Linked DNA regions of Mus musculus: regions 2 and 3 are each linked to region 1. The links are chromatin contacts, called in public Hi-C and HiChIP or PLAC-seq maps. All regions are on one chromosome and are shown on one strand. Each heading gives the region's core, a stretch centred on a gene start, on an enhancer-like site or on the middle of the called end of the contact. The rest is flanking DNA. Distances are from core to core; before and after follow the strand shown.

Region 1 (4,235 bases), core at 251-2,750:
AAGGGGGAAAAAAAAAAGCCCTTCTCTGGCCCTTGCTGCTTTTTGCCATTATTCATGATGTAATTTTTCAGGTGTTAGTTTGGCAGAGAAAGATTGGAACTGGGCTTGTTGCTAGGACATGAATGAAGAAGAGGAATCTCATTGGTTCCCCAGTACTTGTCTGGAGCCAATGAGATGGAAGGGGATGGAGTTGGGAGGGAGGCCACCAGGAAAAAAAAACAGAGAGAGAGAGAGAGAGAGAGAGAGAGAGAGAGAGAGAGAGAGAGAGAGAGAGGGAGGGAGGGAGGGAGGGAGGGAGGGAGGGAGGGAGGGAGGGAGGGAGGGAGGGAGGGAGGGAGGGAGAGAGAGAGAGAGAGAGAGAGAGAGAGAGAGAGAGAGAGAGGGAGGGAGGGAGGGAGGGAGGGAGGGAGGGAGAGAGAGAGAGAGAGAGAGAGGGAGGGAGGGAGGGAGGGAGGGAGAGAGAGAGAGAGAGAGAGAGAGAGAGAGAGAGAGGAGAGAGAGAGAGAGAGAGAGAGAGAGAGAGAGAGAGAGAGAGAGAGAGAGAGAGAGAGAGAGAACACTTCGGCCAGACTATTAATGCTTTGCTATGTTAAAATGAAGTGGAATACTGTGAAGGTGGGGTATTTTAGAGTATCTTAGGGTGTGGATGGTCAGTGGTGCCCAATGGACCAAGGCTGAAAAAATAAGCATTTAAGAGGCAGCTTTGTGTCGACTACCCTGGGTTTTTCTAATAATTCATTGTCATTGCCAGTCTGGAGCAAGATGCAAGCAAGGCCTCCTATGTTTAACACCCTTAACCCGCTGCCACACACCGTCTGGGGTCTGCAATGATGCTAAAGCTGGAGGCAGGAATGCTGGTGCACAGGCGCTGGGATTTTTCCTCTAGTCTTGACTAAGTGAACCCCAAATAACCTTCTGCTGTGTAAGTGAACCGGCTCTTGGTGTGAACTGGGACTCAACATGTTATCTGCCCAAGGCATTGGAACAGGCTCCCATCACACATTGCCATGGGCATCTCAGTGGGTAACAAGATCTGGCCCAGCCAAACCCCCAGTTCCAATGCCTTCCACATGGCCGAACACTGCAGCAAAGAATGTCACTGGGTTTCCTGACCAGCGGTATAAAATGGTCACCCACTTAAGCATTTTGAGCCCCAGGCTCCTGGCTAGCACAGTAAGTGACTCTGGGTGCCAATCATGCCTGGTTGCTTGATTTTGAGCAGTTCTTTGCAAGTAGGGAGGAAGAGGTGTACTGAGCCTGCAAGGCCCCGTCTTTTCCTCCGGGAGTTCTACAGGGCCTAACAAACACTGCTGCTTACCATCACCTATTGTCTGAGCTGCAGCTGTATCCCACACCTTTTTCTTTAATAACTGGGCAGGGCTTTGAGCTGAGTGATTTGAAACACACACAATAAATTGACTTCTATTGGGTTATAGACCAGGCTGGTTTATTTACACCCTGGAGGAGGCTCAACCTCTGCCAGATTCCTGACTTCAGAGATTTTGTGGCTGCCGTCCAGCAACATAAAAGGATTTTTCCTTGTAACCGGAGCACTTCCTAAAACCACAGGCAGTTTCAATCAATTACCATCTCTGGATGCAATACAAAAATTTTAAGGGACTCAAAAGGACCAGGACTGTTTTTGACCACAAGTCTTTCTGGATCCATAGCAGGAATTGATTTGATATTGATTTTTTTTCCTCCTTGTCTGTTCCTGGGTCCTCCCCTGTTGCTGCAGATTTAGGAGGATAGAGGGTGGTGCACGGATAGAAAACAGGAAGAGGTGAGACAAGAAAGATTTCTAAACAGGCCTTCTTTTTCTGTCAACCTAACAAAGCGGAGGCTCTGTTCACGTAGCTCCATGTGCGGACCCTAATTGTCACCCTTCAGGTGACAGGTACCATGTGAGCCTCAGTTCAAAGCCAAAGTCAAAGCTGAATAAACCTGATTTCAGACAGCCGGCATTTCAAAATAAAAGTTTGCAGCCTGAGCCTCAAATGGAAGTCTTCCTGCAGTCTCCAGGAGTCTGATAGAGTGCAGCACGGGGCAGGCTGCACACACCATTGTTCTCAGTTCTCATAAAACCCAACTCCCTGGCAGAGTTAGCGGTCCTGTCCTAACTGAGCAGAGCCCCCAGGACCGGGGCCAGGGGTGTAACATGCAAAGAAAAGATGCCACAGGCTGCAAGGGGAAGTTCAAAGCCATGCAGCTGCCAAGGAGAGGAAGGGGAGTCTTAAAGGAAAGAAGGGAGTCCCTCTATGTTTCAATGTGTAGATGAATTGGGTATTATTTTATATTTAATGGAGGAACTGGCTGACAATCCTAAGACCTAAACTCTCTTTAGTGAATTTAAACATGAAGAGAAGGATATGGCTTGCTTGGTAGAGTGCTTGCCAAGCAGGGGTGAAGCCTGGGTTCCATCTCAAACCACCTCACAAACTGGATGTAGTGCACCAGCCGGGAAGTCTAGCAATGGGAAGGTGGGAGGGAAAGATTCTGAAGTTCAAGGCCATCCTCAGCTACCCAGCAAGTCCGAGGTCAGACTGAACGACATGAAGCAGTCAGTCTCTAAAGGGTCAGTCAGTAAGGAGAAGAGCCCTGAAGCCAGTCGAACAAGCAGTTAAGCCACACAGGTTCATTCCAAGCCAGCGCCAACGCCCAGCCTCTAAACATCCAATGTGTGTGTCATTAACGCTGCTGTATAAAAGCATTGTCCTTCCTTCATGCAAAAAAAAAAAAAAAAAAAACTTACAGAATCCCACACAGATGAAGAGGTCTGCTTAGTGATGCCTAGAGAGCCTGGGCCAGGACCAAACTGGGACACTGCATTTAAGCGAGGAAGGGAGCCTTCACCAACAGTCTTCAGAAATGGCCACATTTGCATTGCCACTGTGTGAACTACAAGCTAATTATGCTTTGTTGTAAGGGAAGCAAATTATACTGATTGTACAATAAAAGCTATTGTCGGTCCCATCATGACTCTGAAAGATGCAAAAATATTGACTGGCTCTAAATAGCATTTTACTTTTCTCCCTATAGACAGCAATTTTTAAGGCATGGAATGACCAAAGATGGCTCTGTTAAGCAGTCATTGGGCAAAAGTGTGTCAAGAGAAGCAGGAGGTATGAACAGGACAGATAGTGTCTGTGAGTGACCAAGGAAGAGTTTGTGTGTGTGTGTGTGTGTGTGTGTATTCTTAAAATTCCCCACAGTACCTACAACAACAATAATATAATGAAGCCCACTGACATCTCTCAAAAGAAGGTGATTAATTAAAGTAATTAGGCTCCACTGAATTATTAAAATATGAAGTCTTCTGCAGGATGACCAAAAAAAAAAAAGCGCCAGACCATTTTTGCTGTTCAAAAATTAAAACCATATTCTGGTTCATTAGCTAAGACGGGAACTCACACGTTTTAGCCTACAATCTTATTCACAGATGCGTAAGTGTCTAATATTTCACACCTTTGTAATGGCTCTTATATAAAAAAAAAAAGAAAAGAAAAGAGAGGAAAAGAAAGAGAAACAACATCCTGACTTCAATTATTTCATCACTCACAGAGAAAAGGAGAGCTTTTGAAAGAAAGGCAAGGAGTCTGTGGGGTTTGTTTTGAAAATGTCCTCAGGCTTTGAAAGGACAGGTGTGTCGGGCACAGGACTAGACTCAGGCTGGGGACAGGGAAGGACAAAGAGGCATTGCTCAAAACATTCCTCAGTTGTCTTTGCTAAATGAAGCTGACTGATGCCTGATTTAGAAACCCTAGCCATATCGCAGGGCCCCATCTAACCCTCTCTCTGAAACCTACGCCTTTCAGACATAGCTATCTGCTTCCAAGTCAAGTTCTCACTTGGCTTAACCCTGCCTGGAGCACACTTGATTACTTAATGGCCCGTGGCCTCTTCTTCTGCTGTGCAGAGAACTGAGTTCCAACTCGTCTGCTTCGCTCTCCCAGAGTTCACCCTTGGCCCGGCACCAGCTATGGCTCCCCTGCTCTGAAACCTTCCACCTCCTCTTCTGCCTTCAGAGCAAATGGTCTTCGTGACCTTCTGGCATCGGCCCTCGCTGAATCCTCCAATGGGTGTTTAATGCACCCACTAGAGAAAACACCAATTCTGTCACACATTATCATGGCTTTGGGTCACTAAACTTGGCTTAGAAAAGGTCTGGACAAAAGACTATGAGCTAGTACACATGAAGGGTGCCTGGGCCTAGTATCTGCATGCTCCTTCAGATA
Region 2 (4,070 bases), core at 1,057-3,556, 280 kb before region 1:
AAGAGAAATTTAACTTTAATATTTTGAGATACATAACAATCGTATGAAGCTCAAATTTGTGTGCCTATCAATAAAGTTTTATCAGACTGCCAACACCTCTGTGCCTTTATCATTTGCTATTTTGTTTGTTTGTTTGGTTGGTTGTTTTTGTTTGTTTGTTTGTTTTGTTTTGTTTTTCTTACAAGAGTAAGACCGAACACTTGGGGAAGAACCACAAAGCCTCGCATTTTGATGCTGCCATTCCTGAAGCACTTGACTCACCATCTGGTATACCTGAAAATCTTCTTTGAAATGTAGAAAAGGATGTTGTTTCAGCCTGCATCAGAAACATCCTCACCCCATTACAAGTTCTTTCTGGGATTGCTAGCCTCTCCAAGAAGGATGGTGGCAAGGGAGGGGCCAGCAGAAAACAGTTGACTGTTATTTCCCAGGTGGACCAAGAAAGCTGAAGGAGGTGGCTAGGTTGGGAGGGGAAGCCCCTTCACAGCCAGATGGATTGCCCTTTCTCTCACCTGTAGAATTAGAACTGTTGACAAACACAGTGTATGCAGATACTCAGCCACAAGCCAAGGAGCTACCTCCATGACCACTCACAGCACAGGGCTTCTTTCTGTGGCAGAGCAGTATGTCCAAGCTTTTCCCTAAGCCTTCCCAGTTTCTTCTTCCAGATTTGCCTGAGGAATTGGTCTTAAAGGGCAAGGGTTTACACAGAGCTAGGAGTCATGACAGTAGGGTTTCACACTGGGCTTTGTCAACAAACCTCTAGCTTGTTAGTAGTTAGGTGAATACTTAACACAGTCTAAGTAAGGTAATTTACCCAAATCATATATACATATATGTATATGTATATGTATATGTATATGTATATGTATATGTATATGTATATGTATATGTATATGTATATGTATATACATATATGTGTGTGTGTATGCACTCTATTGAATCCATCTAAAGTGCCAACTTTAAAAAAATTCCTAAAAATTTTAATAAAATATTCACAAAAATTTCTGTTATAAGTGTTGTCATGGTCACGGTGTCTCTTCAGAGCAACAAAGTCCTGACTAAGACAGCACAAAATAAGCCAAGCAATGTCATATGTATAAGGCTGACCATGTTCAGTGTCTTTGGTTCTCACCAGCATACAGCTCCAAAATGTTTCATCCTTACACACAGAAACTGCACCCACTGTACCTCATATAGCTCCCTACTCCTTCAAGTCCCCATCTACTTTCTTCTTATGAATGTGACTAGTCTAGATATTTCACATGAGTGGACTCCTGTGGAATTTTCCCTTGGTGATTGTTTATTCCACTTAACAGACATCCATGCCTTAGCATGCTTCAAACTTTCCTTCTTCTGTAAGGCTGAATAGTAGTTCCATGTGTATACATGTGTACATGTACCACATTTTATTTATCCACTCATCTGTTAATGGATATCTGACTTATGTTTACCTCTTAGCTACTGTGAATAACTCTTCTTTATCTGCTTTGATATTGCTTTCAAATGTTCTGGATATATAGATCCCAAAGTAAAATTTGGGGGAAATCACATGGAAATTTTATTTTTGATATTTTTCAAAGACTTGCTGCACTGTTATGCATGGAGGACAGACTTGTTTCGCATGACGACACGATGCCCAGGCAGACATGCAAGAGCCAGCTCGACCATCTCAGTGTCCCTAAGGATGCAAATGGGGGGCTTTGCCTGTCAATCAATGCCCTGGACCAGTACCGAAAATTGTTTCTAGGATCAATTTTAGTCTAGTAAATCTTTGGTTCCTATTTTAATGTTCCTTTTTTACTTTCTTCCTGTGTGTAATGAATGTATGCAGTCACACAGATACACCACGGCTGACATGCAGAGGTCAGGGGTCAGCTATGTATCTTCAGTTCTTCCCTTCCATTTTTACATGGGGTCCAGGAACCAAACGCAGGCCTCCAGGTTCGCACAGCGAGCTCTTTCTCTACTGGGACTTCTCACCGGCTCCTCTTTGCCTGTTCAATTTTATTCTCCCCCTGTTTCTCTCCTGTTCTTTATCTAGTTTTTTTTCTTCTTACCTCCTTTAGCATAAATTTAGCAGCATGCCTATTTTTGAAGCTATATCTCAGATACAAATCATAAACATTGACTGTGAGTTTGGAGAAAAAAAAATTACAGCAAAAGAGAAAACAAGTGAACCCATTCAAGAGAAACATTGAGGCTCCCGACCCAGGTTTGGTGCCATTGTGCTTCCAATATGTTTTGAATTAGGTTATGTCAACCATGACTACAAGCTGAAAACATTCAAAGCAACCCTGGAACAAGGCATATTTGGTTTCTTCCAAGGGAGTTTTCAAAGTATACTTAAGAGCAGAACTCTGGAATGTATAAACACAGGGGAAAGGGTGGCAAGCAGGTCATCTTCCTGGTCCACGGCATGGAGGCTTTCGAAGTATCCAAAGCTCGTTTCTCTCATCGAGGTTGCTTGGAGAGTTGATTCTTCTTTAGCCTCCACACTTGCACGGGAGAGGCCACTCAGAAGGAAGTGAGCAGGGGAAGAGTCTGAAACAAGTTATGTGGACAGACATGGTATCTGTCCACAGTCCTTAGACTCAGATGGGATTTATTCCCATTTCACAAACAGTGCATGTTATTGTGGTGGCCTGACACCTAAGAAAACAGAATGGAATATAAGTTATAAGGGGACAAAGATTTTTCCTGGGGAAAACAAAGATATTGCTGGTTTTATACAGAGTAGACAGAAAACTTATGAAAGAAAATTTCACAAACCGTGAAAAGAAATCTACCCGACTACAGAGAGACGGATGAATCACTTAATAAGGAACTCGGCCTGCTCACATCCGCAGTCCTGAAGGCATCCCTACAGTGAGTCACAGAGTCTGTCTCAAGGTTCCCAATGTTCTGCCATTCAGGACTGGTATACTTTGAACACCTCACTCAGAAAGTAGTAAAAATAGGCCACTCCAGAGAGGTCTTTTCTGCAAAAGCCATGTGTCTTCTTTGGTCATGATGCAAGTCAAATGAAGTGTCAGACCACACAGTCCTCTGTGCTCATATGTCATGTTTTCATTACAGTAATAGTACAACTTTAAAATGTAAGGGCTTACATATTCATTACAATTCTAGGTAAGACAGGCTCCTTGTCAATCCAGTGCTGCCACTCCTGACAGTGGGGATGGTGGTGATGTTGGTCATGATAATGTGATATGTCCTGTTGTGAGGACAAGAGCAGATCCTGTATGTAGCACATCCACAATTTTCTAGGCTCTTGTTTCCTAAGTGTTAAGCAGGACTCCTGCTGTTACAGTCACCGTTATCACCTCTGCTTACACCACTGGTCTAAGATGGTCTATAGCCACTGATAAGGCTGCTTGTAGGGTCCAAAGCTGCCTCTATCATTTGTAATCTGTAGAACTCTGGGAAAGTCATCTTCTGCCTCAGTGGTCTTACTTAGGAAATAAAGGCAATGCCTTATACTCTATCTATCTATCTATCTATCTATCTATCTATCTATCTATCTATCTATCTATCTACCTATCTATCTATCTATCTATCTATCTATCTATCAACTATCTATTTTCTACATGCCATCTATCTACCATCTACTTTTCTGTCTTCCTATCTATATTCTGTCTTCCTTTAATCATGTGTCGGTACTGTTTTCTTTACCATCTGTCTTCTATCTATCATCTATCTATCTATCTATCTATCTATCTATCTATCTATCTATCTATCTACCTATCATATATCTATGACATATCCATTATGTATCTATTATTGTCTATAAAACAGGAACAAGAGAGGAATAATCATTCAAGTAACACTAAAATTATTTTTATTATATTTTTGCATGTGTCTGTCTGTCTGTCTTTCTGTGTCTGTGTGCATGCTCGCAAGTGCACATGCCTACAAAATAGATGTAGAAGAAGCTGAGACATCTTACCAGACCCCTTAGTTTTCAGTTATTACCTGCTACTTCCATGTGTTTATGGAATGCACTGTGAAGTTTTGAGATACTTACACACTGTGTAACAATCAAACCAGGTTACCTAGCTCATCCATCACAG
Region 3 (3,875 bases), core at 608-3,107, 470 kb before region 1:
TCTAAATGTCCTGCTGACATCCTGTCTAATGCACAGTCCTTCGTGAGTTTCTGTGGTTTGAGTTCTGCCTTCTTTCTTTTAGCAGCAATTCTTTACTCACAAATTTAAGACTCTGGTACCAAATTTCCTCAGTTTTCATGATGAGATGGAAAACGCTGGCCTGTTAAGTTTCTGCCATGCCATCCGACAAGAGTGAGCTTTAGGACTCTGATGAAGATGGCATCCAGTTGGCTCCAAGATGAAAGGTTTGTTGTGAAGTCATGAGCTTAACTTGCTGGCTTCTCCCAAAGCCTCTCAGATTACCTAGCAGCGTGTTCTTTTATGCTGGAGAGAGAGAGAGAGAGAGAGAGAGAGAGAGAGAGAGAGAGAGAGAGAGAGAGAGAGAGAGAGAGAGAGGAGAGAGAGAGAGAGAGAGAGAGAGAGAGAGAGAGAGAGAGAGAGAGAGAGAGAGAGAGAGAGAGAACATTACTTTGATAAATGATGGCAAGGTAACTAAGGTTTCTTCTTTAGAGACCTACCCAGTCCTGGGGGATTTTATGTCTCTATGACCCAGGTTGGTCCCTGGCCAAGGACCCTTGAAGTCCTGTAAAGATGAGCAGCTCTTGAAAGTCCAATTGTATCTTTCATAAAAGACGAAATTAGACTCTTCTCATAGCCCTGTTACTTTCCCATGCTGACGGTTGGTGCTATCCTGTGGTCCCTTTTCCTTTCTTGGTATCAAATATTAAGCAAATATCTCTTGTCCATCGGGATGAAGCATACCCTTAGTCACACTAATTTGTAAATTTCTCTAAAAATAAAAAAAAAAACATGGATATTTGGTAACATCTGCATGTCAAGTGCCATGTCTCCAGTGGATGAAGCAGTCTGGAGTTGCTAATTTCTTTGTCTTTCAGGTTTACAGTGGCAGCTTGAACCTAGTAACCCTTTAGTTTCTGTCTGAGAAGGAAAGCTCAGCTCTGATTGACTGCCCTTAGACTCCCTGGACACATATCGGTTATCATGCCTGTGAGACTGAGTTCAGAATTTTCTATCTAGAGTATCCTGTCAATGCGACTTGTTCTATTGTTGGGAAGACGGTTTGACCTCTCTTGCAGCTGCCTTGCAGGAGTGGTCAGTCCTCAATGACCCCCACATGGATTACATACTCTGTGAATTATCCATAGATAATCTTTAATTCCAGTCTGACTATATTATTCTTTGACATGCTCTCATGAAGTTATCCCTCGGTATCGTCCCTTAAGCCAGGCATAGTTTGCCTGCCAATGCGAGCATGGAAGAAAACAGGCAGAGGTAATTGTGCTAAACTGTCATGGTGTACAATTCATAAATCAGAAAGAATGACTTTGGAGTAATCCTGCTTGAAATTGCATCATCGCTTTTCAAACATCTCTCTGTGATTATGAAAACAAAAGTTAAAAAAAGAAAACCTCTATATGCCTACTCCATTCTCTTTCCAAAGCTAGTATTTGCAAGAATATCATTGCAACGGTGAACCCTAGACCTAGCGGAAGTTTAGGAGTGTGAGAGGGAATTGGCACATATAAATTCTCTGGCCAACTTGAGATACCTTGGGGATTACTCTGAAAATCTCTCTAGCCCTTTCCCAGGACGGTCTTCAAGGAAGCCACCTTGGAGCCATCATGTCTGCCTCCTCATACAGATGAAACCCAACCAAACAACGTAAAAACTGATGTGAAAATTGGTTGTGCCTTATTTCCTCCTGGGGGTGGAAGGGAAATTCCTCTTAGTCTTGTTCCACCTTAAAAGTAAAATGCACAGTTTCTGTGTGCAGCTCCAGCACACAGGGGGCCCCCTGATCTGTGCAGGGACGGGGGTGGGAATGTAAGCAGATCTCTGAAGAAACCACTTGGCTCAGCAATTTTCGAGCTTGTTGTAATTGGCCTAGCCTAAAAGAATTCGTCAAGCTGTACCTAGGCCAAGGAAAATGCAAACGCTTCCCTGAAACAGAGGCATTTGGAGTGGAAGAGAATAAAGAGCTCTTCGGCAAACCAGGCAGACAGACAAGCAAAGTGGACAGGAAAGCGGGGGAGCAGGGAGGTTGCATATGGACCATTTTCTCACTTGGCACATCAGTGGATCTGACCACGCCATGCAGGGAAAGCAGATCTATCAAAAGATCTTAGTTAGCTCACTCCTACTGTCCTGAGGCCTATCCTGGTCTGGGTATCCACTGACTGCAAAGTGGCCCTTTCTCTGAACAACTGAGATTAGGGGTCCTTTCTTTCAGTCCCAGGCTAAAAACTAACTGTCTATGACATGACAGCTGCTGATGCCCAGTATGTCTCACGAGCCTTCCAATCTGACACTTGGCTATTACTTCCTCTTCTTTTCCCAGGTCCTTTATGACTACTGTGAGGACAGGCCTGGTCCCACCAGGTTCCTTTTGTATACAATTACCTTAGCATCGCTCTGAGCACCGTGAGACACTTTGCGGAAGGCATTTTACTAATATTTTTACTCTATTTCTGACACATGTTTGAACACATAGGAGGTGTTCTATCTACACCTGATTGACATCCTGTTGTTGTGATGTATTTGCAGTCCTTGACAACCGGAGGAAGCTCTTAGGAGTGTTTCTCTGTAAAGTGAACTAGTCAGAGAAATGGAGAAACTAAGTCACATGATGACTCTAACTTCCATGTCTCTGCTTAGGTCTTTCTTGCCCTTTCCTTTGCCTGCCATGTGAATCTGTATACTCATCCCATCATCTCTTGATACCATCCATGTCGCTTTGGAAAAGTCTTTTCTATCCAGTACCTCTCTGGGACTTCACTTCCCATCACCATCCCTCTAAATTTCCCTCTCTTGTCCCAGTTTCCTGTCTTTTCCTCCACCCTCCAATTTCAGCTTTTCCCTCCTTTCTTTGGTCAGAGTGTTCTTTCTCTTGCCTGCCTCCTTCATGAGCTGTGCACCTCTCCAAATCTCTACAGCTCCTTTACAGCATATATCATGCAAGGGGCTCCAAAGCTCCCTTATATTCCTGCCTCCCTCGTTCCTAGCAACCTAGTCACCCTTCTTTATTTATCTTGTTTCTATTTTTCTATATTTCCTGCCTGCATTATAAAACTTATCAATATCACAAAATGGGGCAGAGCAGGGTAAACTAGCAATGTCACCGGGGTGGGGCATTCAACCCTGAATGACTAAGAAATGCCAATGTGGGGCCACTCTGAGGGTTCTGTTTTCTTCTCCCTTGTTTCCATGACTTGCTGACACATACTATGTGCAAGTGACTATTCCTTAGCCCCAGGAGCATGCTCAGTAACCAAATGGCTCCCTGAGGCTGCCTGCAGAGATTGTCAGCCTCTCACCTGAAGAAGTCACGGAAGGGTTTCAGTCATGGGTAGCTTGCAAATGGAGTAGAGTCTCAGCATCTCTTTAAAATCTGAGCTGCTTCTTGTGTCGTTTACTCAGAGAGCAGAAGTATACGTTTTTCTCAATGATTCCCACCAAACTGAAGGTCAGTAGCCTTATTTAAGAGGCCTTATAGTCTTTACCTGAGTGGGTAAGTTAGTCTTTTAGAGAAAGCCAGGAAAAGAAATGAAGCACACTTAGGAGTTAGACGGCTGTCGGATTAGACCATGAGGTCCCTTAGCAGGAGATGAAATGCTGTGTAGGTAGGCCACATGTTTGTTGTTTGTAGTTTCTCCTATGATCCATATATATATATATATATATCAACCAAAGATTATGAATTAGAAGGATTCTCAAACATCACTTCGATCTGGCTGGCCTCAATGGATGGTCTTCTCTTTGACCAAAATCAGAGACTCCCTAGCCTTTTCTAGATAAGAAGTGACTTCTAATTCCTACTGAATTATAGGCTTATCAATAGTGCAGAATTTGTTTTT

What was found. Hi-C and Micro-C count contacts between places; a contact is called where the count stands out from the background. HiChIP or PLAC-seq counts read pairs in DNA pulled down with a chosen protein or histone mark.
Region 2: a Hi-C map of embryonic fibroblasts shows a contact between it and region 1, with 5 times the contacts expected there. The contact joins two enhancer-like sites. A contact is called at or near these places in 6 of 484 Hi-C or Micro-C datasets (cortical neurons, embryonic fibroblasts and trophoblast stem cells) and 5 of 115 datasets of contacts at active chromatin or transcription factors (craniofacial prominence, embryonic forebrain, embryonic midbrain and 2 more).
Region 3: an H3K4me3 HiChIP or PLAC-seq map of forebrain shows a contact between it and region 1, with 5 times the contacts expected there. The contact joins two enhancer-like sites. A contact is called at or near these places in 1 of 39 promoter capture datasets (liver), 50 of 484 Hi-C or Micro-C datasets (the AML12 cell line, B cells, the C3H10T1/2 cell line and 32 more) and 19 of 115 datasets of contacts at active chromatin or transcription factors (CD8 T cells, craniofacial prominence, embryonic basal ganglia and 10 more).

What each region holds. Positions count from the first base shown.
Region 1 is chr9:41,936,696-41,940,930 of GRCm38.p6, forward strand. No RefSeq gene overlaps it. Among named protein-coding and RNA genes, the nearest start is that of Gm36227, 20 kb to the left of the region's middle. Within about 2 kb of position 1,501, at least 59 of the 459 cell types and tissues checked have an H3K27ac peak or open chromatin away from gene starts, as enhancers often do. A contact at or near this core is called in embryonic fibroblasts, forebrain and uterus, where this site is marked.
Region 2 is chr9:41,657,920-41,661,989 of GRCm38.p6, forward strand. It overlaps Gm35835 (a long non-coding RNA gene), which reads right to left. Exons shown (of 5, transcript XR_379295.4): 5 at 1-2,652. Among named protein-coding and RNA genes, the nearest start is that of Gm35835, 77 kb to the right of the region's middle. Within about 2 kb of position 2,307, at least 34 of the 459 cell types and tissues checked have an H3K27ac peak or open chromatin away from gene starts, as enhancers often do. A contact at or near this core is called in embryonic fibroblasts, where this site is marked.
Region 3 is chr9:41,468,309-41,472,183 of GRCm38.p6, forward strand. The region is part of intron 3 of Mir100hg (Mir100 Mirlet7a-2 Mir125b-1 cluster host gene); the gene reads left to right. Among named protein-coding and RNA genes, the nearest start is that of Mir100, 61 kb to the right of the region's middle. Within about 2 kb of position 1,858, at least 40 of the 459 cell types and tissues checked have an H3K27ac peak or open chromatin away from gene starts, as enhancers often do. A contact at or near this core is called in forebrain and uterus, where this site is marked.